2 separate regions of the Gossypium hirsutum genome follow, and region 2 is linked to region 1. The links are chromatin contacts, called in public Hi-C maps. All regions are on one chromosome and are shown on one strand. Each heading gives the region's core, a stretch centred on a gene start, on an enhancer-like site or on the middle of the called end of the contact. The rest is flanking DNA. Distances are from core to core; before and after follow the strand shown. Region 1 holds the start of LOC107917103 (protein CUP-SHAPED COTYLEDON 3). Region 2 holds the start of LOC107945237 (probable protein phosphatase 2C 27).

Region 1 (5,590 bases), core at 1,378-3,877:
TAGGTAATGCACTTGGTTACTTGTGGAGGCCGTTGCAAAGAAATTATTGCATATATTGGTATTGATAGCTGAGCTACTTTAGCAGAGAAAGCAGCAAAACGCACTACAGCAGGCTCTGGTCAATCTTAAAATAAAATAAAAACATGTCTGTAAATGTAGATGTAGATGTTTTCTTTTGGAACATAGATGTAAATGTGATTTGTAGATGTAATGTAGGGGATGGATGGACATTATTAGGGTATAGACTCTGTTAGTCTGTAACCATTTTGTTATACAAGCTGGAATATTGTTATCATTTTATACCATTTTATATCATTTTGTTAGTCTGTTATTGTTACTATTTATGTTCTGGTCTATGTGAATGATATTATCGTTACTAGAAGTACGACCGACGGTATAAATGACTTTATTCAACAGTTACATAATGAGTTAAGACATGGGAGATCTTCACTACTTCTTAGGCATTGAAGTCACTCGATCGTGCACCGAGAGTCTCCATTTGTGCCAACGCAAATACATCCGGGATCTGCTTGACAGGAATTTCTTGGCTAACGCGAGAGTGTTCACACACTGATGGTTAGTTCTTCTACGTTATCTAAAGATGAGGGAGATCGCCTCAATTATCCTATTGAATATAGAAGCCTTGCTGGTGCATTACATTATGTTGTTTTGACCCGGCCTGATATTGCTTATGTGATAAATCGTGTCTATCAATTCATGCATGCGCCTACTACGGTACATTTGGTGGCTTTGAAAAGAATCTTGCGATATTTACATGACACTACTGATCATGGGTTAATTTTTCCTCCGTCCAACAGATTATCTTTAGTTGGCTATGCTGATGCCAACTGGGGATTGGATTTTGATGATCGTTGGTCAATAACAGGCTATTGTGTGTACTTTGGTCATACACTCGTCTCTTGGTGTTCTAAGAAACAACAAGTTGTTTCTCGCTCCACGGCTGAGGCGGAGTATCGGAGTCTAACAGCAACTACCAATGATGTTAATTGGTTAGTCTCTCTGCTAACAGAATTACAAACTCGTTCTGTAGATCCACCTACTGTTTGGTGTGACAACTCTAGTGCAGTAGCGATAGCTACTAATCCGGTCTTACATTCCAAATTTAAACATGTCGAACTTAATTTATTTTTTGTTCGCGAAAAGGTCGCTGATGGTTCTCTTGTTGTCAGTGAGGTTCCAGCATATGATCAGGTCATTGACATTCTCACAAAACTACTGTCCGTCTCCACTTTTGGCTAGGTTTCATAGTTTGCTTCAAGTCGAAACTAGGTGAAGCTGGGTGAATATTAGAGTATAGACTCTGTTAGTCTGTTACTGTTTTGTTATACTGTTTTGTTATACAGGCTAAAATATTGTTAGCAAGTAATTAGCAAACAGCTAATTATAGCAGTTAGTCATTTAAGTATAAATTCTATTCATGTATTGTTGAAAGTAAGCAAATAATATCAGAAGAGATTAAACGTGTTCATTCTTCTTTCTTGGTTTTTCTTCATAATACAGTTGTTAACAAACATAGAGTGTTTTAAGTCGTAAATTGATGGCCAGGCCTAGCAGAGTTGACTGGGCCACTCTCCTTTGATTGGTTAGTAGAAATTTGACCCTACATGTTTCCTCTAATTTTTGCCCCACGAGGAGAAAAAAAAGGTGCTCAATAATCAGAGCTAGCTTAGCTGGCCAGACCAGAGAGAAACGAAAAAGAAAACACGTTGAAAAAGAAGAACTAACACCTACTCACTAGGGATCTAGCTAGCTACCTACATAGCTGGGGAGCACCACCATGTGAAGGAGAGGAGGTGTTTTATCATTTATGGATCTTAGATTTACACAACCTAAAGTAAACCAAACTTGTAGTATTCCTATGAATGTATATGCATGGATGTAATGTATAGAATATAAAGAAGCTGATTAAGGCCTAATTACTGCGATATACGTGCAAAAGCCAGGAGTCAGGAAGGATATCCTGTTGCTGGGTGGTGGTGTTATCTTTTACTTGGCCTACTCACCATGATCTATGTTTATGTTATGCATACGTAGTTACTAGAGAGTAATAGAGGGAGAGAGAGAGAGAGAGAGAGAAACAATAGCAGCCTACGATACCCTTTAAATTACCTGCTCATGCTACACGTGCAACGCCGACATTTTCTAGAGCTCAGCTGCACCCACCCCCCCATTAATTAATCAATTAAAACACCTTCATCAATCATCAGGTAGCTAGGTTTGCGGGTAACATGGCTCGGCTCCAATTCCCAGGTATCACCTCCATTTTAACTACTATACTAATTTTCCATTTCCAACTTATTTGAATTATTACATACGTTTGAGTTTAGTCTTGTTAATCTCAAACAAGTAGAGCTCGTGTTATTTGTATAAGCTTGTTATATCTAACATTAAATGGACCAAGATTACGTATGTATTATATTATATATATAAAGAAATATAAAGAAAATGAAAAGAAAGGGAAAGGGAAAGCGAAAGAACTACCCGTATTCAAGATTTGGCGATCTAATTGTTGTACAAACTAAACTAATGTTAAATTTTGTCTAGAAAAAAGAGAAGAGAAGAATTGAGTGATGATGATGATCTCACTGTTGTGTTGTGTCCTGTGAGTGAGCTATCCCTCCCTCCCGTGGTTATCCATCCATCATAGAACGTACCTTACTGACTCATCTCTCTTTTCTCTCTCTTTTTCAATATGCTCACATACGCACGCATAAATCTCTGTCCTCTGCAACCGACTTTGCATTTACTACCCCCCCTCTCTCTATTACATTTACATATTCCAATCTCTCCTTTTTTTTTTTGGCAGCTCTTCCCTAGCCTTTCAAGGCCTCGATTCAACCCTCCCCAAATACCTTTTTATCTTGTTCAAATATTTGCATGTTCCTCCATTCATTCCAGTCACAACAACTAGCCTTTACTCTCAACAAGATGTTAGCAGTGGAGGAAGTTTTAAGTGAACTTGGCGGGGAAGAAGTGAACGAGCAAGGGTTGCCGCCGGGATTTAGGTTTCACCCCACTGATGAAGAACTCATAACATTTTATTTGGCTTCAAAGGTATTCAATGGAAGCTTCTGTGGAGTGGACATTGCTGAGGTTGACCTTAACCGATGTGAACCTTGGGAGCTTCCAGGTATATAATAAATTAACACTCAATATTTATTAGTGTGTCATTGTGTACATGTGTATGGTGGGTCTAACTATTTAGTGTACTGTTGATGATGGTAAATGGATAAGATGTGGCGAAAATGGGGGCAAGGGAGTGGTACTTCTTCAGCCTGAGGGACAGGAAATACCCAACGGGAGTGAGAACAAATAGAGCGACTGGAGCTGGGTACTGGAAAGCCACCGGAAAAGATAGGGAAGTGTACAGTGCCTCCACTGGAGCTTTACTTGGCATGAAAAAAACCCTTGTTTTCTACAAAGGCAGAGCACCCCGTGGAGTGAAGACGATGTGGGTCATGCATGAGTACCGTTTAGACGGTGACTTCTCCTGCCGCCACACGTGCAAGGTTGGTACATGTGCACCGGTGGGAATCCCACCAGACACCCCCTTCCCACTTTTTTTTTTCCTTTTTGTCGTTTTCTGGGTTGACATATTCTGCTCAGCTGAATGCTAATAATAACAATGATATGATGAAACTGTAGAGTAATTTCTGATGTGATTGCCTTCACTTACTAGTTACATGTTTATTGTTCATGCACAATTTAAACAAGATTTGGAAAAGGCTAAAAGCATGAGCATGTAACACTGAATTGTCAAATACTACGCATGGTTTAATATTGAAATGGTGTTATATTTTGCAGGAAGAATGGGTGATTTGCAGAATAATACACAAAACAGGTGAGAAGAAAAATGGGGTAGCTGCTGCGCAAGGGCTAGGCTATATCTTGGAACTTTCTTCATTATCTTCAACAACAAAAACAACAAATTGCTTCCGTCCACTGCTTGAAACCTCAACTCCGTTGTTAGAATCTCAAACCCAAACTTCAATGCAGGCTGCCCATAACTCTTTTCTGGAACATGACCTGAAAAGCTTAATAAACCCGGTTGTGTATCCAGCTAATGGGTTCCAACCCTCCTTTACAGCCACTCCCACCACCTTTAGTAGCACACCCGACAAGAACGCCAGCAGCAACTCATCAGCAGCCGCATCGATGCTCTTCAAGTCCCTCCTCTCACATCAAGAATGCGTTTTGAGGGAACAAGCAGCTGCTACTATTCCCAAACAGTGCAAGACAGAAGCTAACTTTTCCAATTTCCAACTGCCTGATTCCACCTTGAGTTGGATGGAGAAGATGCATCCCAACCCTTGTCAAGATCCCATGTTTTTCGACGTGGATTATAATAATAGTGTGTTGGGGTTCGCTGAACTCTGAAGGTCAGGTGTTGCGACTGAGGCCTGGGGTCACTTCAATTGCTTTCTAGATTAAGATTGTTAGTTAAGATATCATATTGTTAGTGTTAGGACCCTATCCCTATATCCATGACTTTCTTTTTATCTGAAGTGTTTGTGCTGGCTTGTTGGTGTAAAATGTAAATGAGTATCCTACAAAAACTCTGAACCCAATCCATGCACGTAACTTTGTAGGATTGGAGAAATTCGTGCACCTAATTCAACTGATTGTGTGTTATTATTATAATATTTATGGGCCATATGTATATATTTATTTGTAATTACAAAACTTCTTCCCACACCTCTGTCAACTGTTTTTCTTGAAATTCTCGTCCAAAGCCAAGCCAGGCCAGACCGTACTGAAAATAAAGCCAGCCTTTCTTGGATATACGTTTGGCTGCTTTGATGCGAGGAATATTGGGATGGAGTGTGAGGTGAGCTACATTGCATTTGCGCCACTTCAATGTTCTACCGAATACCACTTCAATATTTGGGATGTTCAATGTTAAAATATCTTAGTCATCAGTTTTATATATATATATATATTTGGATATATTAAACTGTTTTTTTAAACTATATCATTAGTTATTAAATTATGAGTAAATTTTTATTTTGGTCATTTAATTTAAAAAAATTACAATTTGGTCACTAAATCATTTAAAAATTTTCATTTAAGTTATTGAGTTATTAAAATCGATGCTATATAATATTCAAATCTTTGGTTAAAGTTTTGGGAGACCTATTAAAATTTTCAAAAATTTTAGGAGTTTTATGAAAATTTTCAAAAATTTTAAGAGAACATAATTAAAATTTTCAAAAAGTATTAGAAGGTATAATTAGACTTTTAAAAAATTTGAGAGGGTCTAATTAAAACTTTTTAAAAGCCTTAAAGGGAGAAATAAAGCTTTCCAAAAAAATTTAAGGGTCTAATTAAAATTTTTTAAAAATTTCAAATGATCCTCTCTGCACTAGTCAAAAACTCTCTCTCTTCTTTTTTCTTTCATGAAATAATATTGGACTTTACAAATTTATGAATTAAAATTCAAACAATTTTTTATTCAATCTCTAATATTAATCCATCAGTCGAATTATTGTTGAAGCTCACTAGTGGAACTTTTAAGAATAAAAAAACTTAGCAACCCAGTTATTTGAAATAAAAACTTTTAAATAGTTTA
Region 2 (6,250 bases), core at 691-3,190, 280 kb after region 1:
GAAAAGACAATGGTTAGAATTACAAAGGCAAAGCCACCCTTGATGCTGCTACTGCTATAAACGTAATGCTTTTCAATTAACTCCAAAGAACTTGTACCATCGCAAGGCTGCAAAGCCACATGCCATAACTGACTGGGAAAAAAAGGACATTCAAGCACCCTTTAGAATACAACTCTCAACCCATGGTGAAAGAATTGGCCAACTTTATGCCAAAGAACCCCAAGTCCACCTTCAGCTCTAGGATTCTGCAACTTTATCATTCAATGCTTCATCCATTACGCAGTACGGGTGCATTCATATCAGTTAACTACAAATCAAGTTGGTCAGTGCCCAGATGTATCCCATTAATAAATTCAGAAGATACCTAGCTCTACTTATAGAACAAACAAAAAGCAGTTCTCTAAGATGCAATGCGCGAAACTCTTCACTGTCATGGTTTTGCTTGTTCAAGCATCAAGAGATGCTTTTAGTCTTTCTTCTAAACACTGCGCAAAATCAAAGAATAAAACCTTGAGGGACATGATACCTTCCCACAAATAATGGAAAAGCCATGTTTATTACGGTTAAGAAGAACACCATCAGTTCAACCTTATCTACTTACTAACCTCAGTGCTTCATTGTATTTCTATATATTGATCGGAAGGTATATTTAATATATGATTATACCTAGAACATATGCATGCTAGAACATCATCAAGGTGACAGATAAAAGAAAGAATATATATATATGAAGGCAAAGGAACGTAGTGGAAATCAGAATCGGATTCCTGGATCAATCAAAACCAATAATAAAATTAATATATATATGTATAGCAAAATAAGCCATCAAGAATAGCATATTATATTTAGCTAGCAATAATAAATTAAAAAGAGGCAGATGATATAAACTCATCAGCAGCCCGAAAAGCCAAATCAAAGAATGAGAACTCGGTACTTTCACCTACAGTAGCTATGGCTATGGGGGAATGCAGGCAACATCACGTGCATTACATTGCATGATCAGAATGGAAAATGGAGGGCGGGGATACCCTGATTTGATTGGCTGAAATGAAGTAAGGAATAAAGTTTAAAAAAAAAAATTGGATGGATGAGGCTTAAGATTTAAGAAACCCATCATTTCTAATTACCATTTAAGTAATATTATAATCATGCACAGTCACAACACAATATCTAATACTTATTATCCATTTAGTATAAGTTGAAATAAAATTAAGAGTTGGATAATCAACAATGGCATATAGTACTGTACATAATTATGGGTATGAATACCGAGCTTGCTTGCTCTTTGTTTTGCCTTAAGACACTACAGATTATCTCCTTCTTAACTAGTAATTGAGTATTCCATCCTCATTCTAAATATAAAATAATTTTAAAACTCATAACCTAACATCTACCTCTTAATAAATTTATAAAATAAAAAAAAATAATTAATAAGGTACACATAATACCATCACATAAACAAATATATACATAATAAATGAACCCCAAAAAGAGCACATATACATAATATAATTAATCATTAAATAGAAAAAAGAAAAAGAGTTTTAGTTGTGTATATATATATATATGTAATAGTATCTTAGCCGAAATTAGAAGTTTTTACCAATGAAAGGCAGCCACGTCAAGTCCGAGGCTCCATTAATTAACGGACGTTAACGAACCTAACCACAGAGCTGTAAGAGGCGTTAAAAAGGCAAGACAGAGAGAGATCCAACGGCTGGGAAGCACTGGCGGCAACTAACTAGAATGAAACCCATCCGGTCAACCTATAGTTCCCACCAATAATTGAAAGCCACGTGGATTAACAACATCCTCGGCCCGCGACAGCTTACAAGATCCAGCTGATTACCTGGAATCGCCGGTGGCCAACCACATAGCAACAAGGAACAACAACTTTTTTCCTTTTTGATTTATAATTTTAATTTTATTAACTTTCTTTTTCATCGTCCAATTCTCTCTTTTCGACGCCTTTTGCTTCTCTCTCTCTCTCTCTCTACCTCTCTGTTCTGTCTGTTTCAGGGTTTTCTTTCTCTTGGATCATCATCATCATATTACAAATTACCAAAGAGAAAGCACCAAAGCATCATCATTTTCTACCCTTTGTGAGAGTTTGTTTGCTTTTTTTTTCTTTTCAGCTTTACTCCAATCCTTGGAGCTTCTTGTTTATTGCTCTAATCATCTGTTTTTTTTTTAAAAAAATTTTGTTACCTTGAATGAATATTCTGATGTTGTTTTCCTCGATTGGGTGGGAGTTTTTGGAGTTATGATCTGGGGTTCTTTTGGAAACATAAAATTACCCCAACTGCTTCAAGTTATTATAAAAAAAAAACCCAATTTTTGGATGGTTTGCTGGATACCTTCATCAAAGGTAATTAAGGGATTGGTATCATATTAAGTTGGGATTTTTCTTGTTTTGATGCTATCTGCGTAAGGGTAGTTTGATCTGGGAGTTGACTTCGATTCGGATATTTTAGAAATTTTCACAGCTTTCCACAACCAACTGGTTTTCTCAGATTTTTTGATTGCTTAGGTGATTTTTTATTAGCTATTTTGTTTATCCCTGGACCTTTGATTTTGTCTCAAGAAGATATAAGTTGGGATAGTTTTTGAATATTCAATCTTTTATTCGGCACATATCTGAGAAGTTGCTATAGAATTTGGTTGTTTTGGCAGAAGTTACTCCAATAAATTTATATAAAGGGGTTTGGCTTATTTTTGTTTAACTTGAAAGTGTTCTCCGAGGTCTTTGATTTATGGTTGGGAAAGGAATATGGCTGCCCGTATGGATTTTTCACCTCCATTTGCAATCATAGAAGGTGGTTACACTAACGATAATTTGCCAGACATGGATAATGAAAAATTGGATAATGAAAAACAAGTCACTCTCGGGAAACCTCCGCGCCACCTTTCCATTATGCAACATTGTGTGAGTTCAGGGAGGCTGATTGCTGAGGCTAATTTGGTATGTTTAATTCCTTTCTAATCTGACCCTTCTTTTCATCATTATGAACTGAGGAGCCTGAGCTTTAAGGACTTTCTACATTAGCATAAAATCTGAATGCAGCTTAGTTATTAGTTTAAAATGAAAACTCTGAAACATTTGTGATTCTGATGATATATGTTCTTGTCACCTGCATTTGTGCTGCATAACCTTTTGGCTTTTGACACTTTTAGAGAGAATAACTATTATCCTGTTCATATTTTGTTGAAAATCATCACCTTGAGAAAGGCTTTGCATTGTTTTATTTGATGCTATAAAAGTAGTTTCCTGAATTGCTTTTACTAACTACTTTTCTCTTCTCTAGGAATTGGATGTTGGTATTGTAGTCCACAAGTCATCTTCTGATGAAAAGACTGAGTTTTTGCCGGTCTTGCGATCAGGAAGCTGTGCTGAAATAGGACCCAAACAGTATATGGAAGATGAACACATTTGCATAGATGATCTTATTGGACATCTCGAGACAACTACAAAGGTCCCTTCTCCAGGAGCTTTCTATGGGGTATGATTATTTGAATCTACCATATATGACCTGCCAGATGTGGTTAATAAGTAATCTTGGTGAACCATCTTAATTTTCATTAGAAATAGCAAATTTTGTTAATGCACTTCCTTCTGACTATCTGTCTTGATTGCGTGTCTGTAGTTAAAAACTCGTGTCCTGCTATAGCTTCTACTGAGATAATATAATATATCTACCTTTGTGTGGTTAGTGTTGACAAGGTTTCAATGTGGTGTTTGAAGCATGTTCTAAGAAAACGGGTCCTGAAGATATTATCCAGGCCAAAAGGAAAAAGATGTAGAAACCAGCACATAGTTGTCTCTAATATTGTGAACTGCAGCCTGGTTTAGAGTAGCAATCCAGCAAGTTTTTGAACATTACAAGATCCTTTTTCCCTTAGATCTGCTGCCTCATTATAACTTGTTACTTAATTTCTAGGTTTAAGGTGTCTAAACATGTCAGTTCTATTCCATATACAATTAGCATGAAGGTGGTTTGGGAATCTTTATTGGCCATACTTGTGAATTGAACCTTGCCAATACGTGTGAACAGGTTTTTGACGGTCATGGAGGAACAGATGCGGCCATATTTATTAGGGAGAATATCCTTAAATTTATAGTTGAAGACTCTCATTTTCCAATTTGTGTGGAGAAGGCAATCAAGAGTGCTTTTCTGAAAGCTGATTATGCATTTGCAGATGCTAGTTCTCTTGATATATCCTCTGGCACCACTGCATTAACTGCACTTATTTTCGGAAGGTGAGTGACCCACTTATCTGCAATGGTAATATTCCATTTTGACGTTATTTCCTTAAATCCTCTTCTAGCAGCCTTTGTTTTGGTTTAAGATGATCTGAAATCCTGTGCATTCAGTGATTGATGCTGCGTTGAAACTGGAAATAATGTGTTATCAGGATATATTATGCATTAGTCAAACCTGAACTCAAGGTCTTCTTAGTAGTCTTTACTGTTCTGTATTCTGAAAGCCAGGAATTGGGTACCTCTAAACTCTAATATTAGTTATCTTTTCAAAGGACCTTGATAATTGCAAATGCTGGAGATTGTCGAGCTGTGCTGGGAAGGCGAGGTAGAGCAATTGAAATGTCCAAGGACCACAAACCTAATTGCACATCTGAAAGACTAAGAATTGAGAAACTTGGTGGAGTTATTTATGATGGCTACCTGAATGGGCAATTATCTGTGGCACGCGCACTTGGAGACTGGCACATGAAGGGGCCAAAAGGATCTGCCTGTCCTTTAAGCGCAGAGCCAGAGCTGCAGGAGACAGACCTTAGTGATGAGGATGAATTCTTGATAATGGGCTGTGATGGGTTGTGGGATGTTATGAGCAGCCAGTGTGCTGTGACTATGGCGAGGAAAGAGCTGATGCTTCATAATGATCCTGAAAGATGCTCAAGAGAACTTGTCAGGGAGGCATTGAAGCGCAACACGTGTGATAATTTAACAGTGATTGTGGTTTGTTTCTCTGCTGAGCCTCCCCCACGAATAGAAATACCACAATCCCGTGTTCGGAGGAGCATATCATCAGAAGGGCTGAATCTACTAAAGGGTGTGCTGGACTGTAACTGATGAAACAAGAGAGGGTTGAACGAGATTTGTGCATGAACGCATTGGAGGGCGAATGGTCGTGGCATTTTTCTACCGAGTAAGCTGCAGCTGCCCCCTTCACACCATGGCTAACATTCATCCTTCATCCAGGGACATCCTTGTCATGTAAAATATCATTCTTTTTGAGTTTTTAAATCCTGTATACCTGAGATAATTCATGATGTAGCTCCGATTTGCAGGATTCATTGTTCTTCCTTTCCTTCTTTCTTCATCTGCTTACTCCTCTGTAAATAAACTGAGTCTTGAGAGATATGTTCTAGCAGTCTTTCACTAAATCAAATAATTTGATATCATTGACCATTAATGGTTAGATAGCTATCCGGGTACCATGCCTAGTTTTTTACGTTGGAAGATTTTCCGTAACTACCATCCCAGAGTTCACCAAGCCAAGGAATACGCAATTATGCAGGCAGCAGTAGCTAAACAGCAGCTGAGTCAAGTCTCGAAGAACTTTAGGTCATGATTGTCATGGTGTCATCTCAAGTCTTAAAGGCTCAGTATACTGTCATGGTGTCATCTCAAGTCTTAAAGGCTCAGTATACCCTCTGTGCAATTGGAAAAACAGCAACACCATTGCAGTGTGGTTCTTTTTACTGGATATCAAAATTCAGCAGCAATTACAAATTAAGCTTTCGTGTCAAACTATCCAACAAGGAGAAGGAAAAGTAATACACTACCAATTTATTAAGCTATTAACGAGAAGAATCCAAGAGGTTTTACTTCAAAGAACCAAAAACAAGGCAAGAAAGTGACTTGAATTTAGAAGTTGGAAACAGCAAATACATGGTCCAAAGAGCGAAACTTGGTTTCAAGTTACGGAAATAAGTCTCATTATGGTCCATGGAGCAAAATTTTGTTTCAAGTTACAGAAAGAAGTCTAAATTAAACAGTCGCATTTCAATACTGCAGCAAACATGGAAACTTTTTTTCCATAATATCTCTTCTCCAGCTGAACCACAATAGTTATAGTTCATCATTATTGGAGTCGCTATCACTGCATACAAGCAAGTGTCAATGTCAGAACACCAGACACCTACGAAAGATTGTCTGTGCAAGTGCAACAAAAGTAGGCTGTTTTTTTTTTTAGATATAAAACAAAAGTAGACTGTAAATCTATATAAA

The links. Hi-C and Micro-C count contacts between places; a contact is called where the count stands out from the background.
Region 2: a contact with region 1 is called in a Hi-C map of leaf, with 2.8 times the contacts expected there. The contact joins the promoter of LOC107945237 here to the promoter of LOC107917103 in region 1. A contact is called at or near these places in 2 of 34 Hi-C or Micro-C datasets (hypocotyl and leaf).

What each region holds. Positions count from the first base shown.
Region 1 is chrA01:19,277,492-19,283,081 of Gossypium_hirsutum_v2.1, forward strand. It overlaps LOC107917103 (protein CUP-SHAPED COTYLEDON 3), which reads left to right and starts at 2,628. Exons shown (of 3, transcript XM_016846485.2): 1 at 2,628-3,151; 2 at 3,256-3,530; 3 at 3,826-4,696. The coding sequence starts at 2,899. The coding sequence ends at 4,398.
Region 2 is chrA01:19,553,333-19,559,582 of Gossypium_hirsutum_v2.1, forward strand. It overlaps LOC107945237 (probable protein phosphatase 2C 27), which reads left to right and starts at 1,941. Exons shown (of 4, transcript XM_016879161.2): 1 at 1,941-2,962; 2 at 3,306-3,500; 3 at 4,053-4,258; 4 at 4,534-5,432. The coding sequence starts at 2,771. The coding sequence ends at 5,089. LOC107945238 (protein seele) reads right to left here. Exons shown (of 9, transcript XM_041115653.1): 9 at 5,789-6,122. The coding sequence ends at 6,092.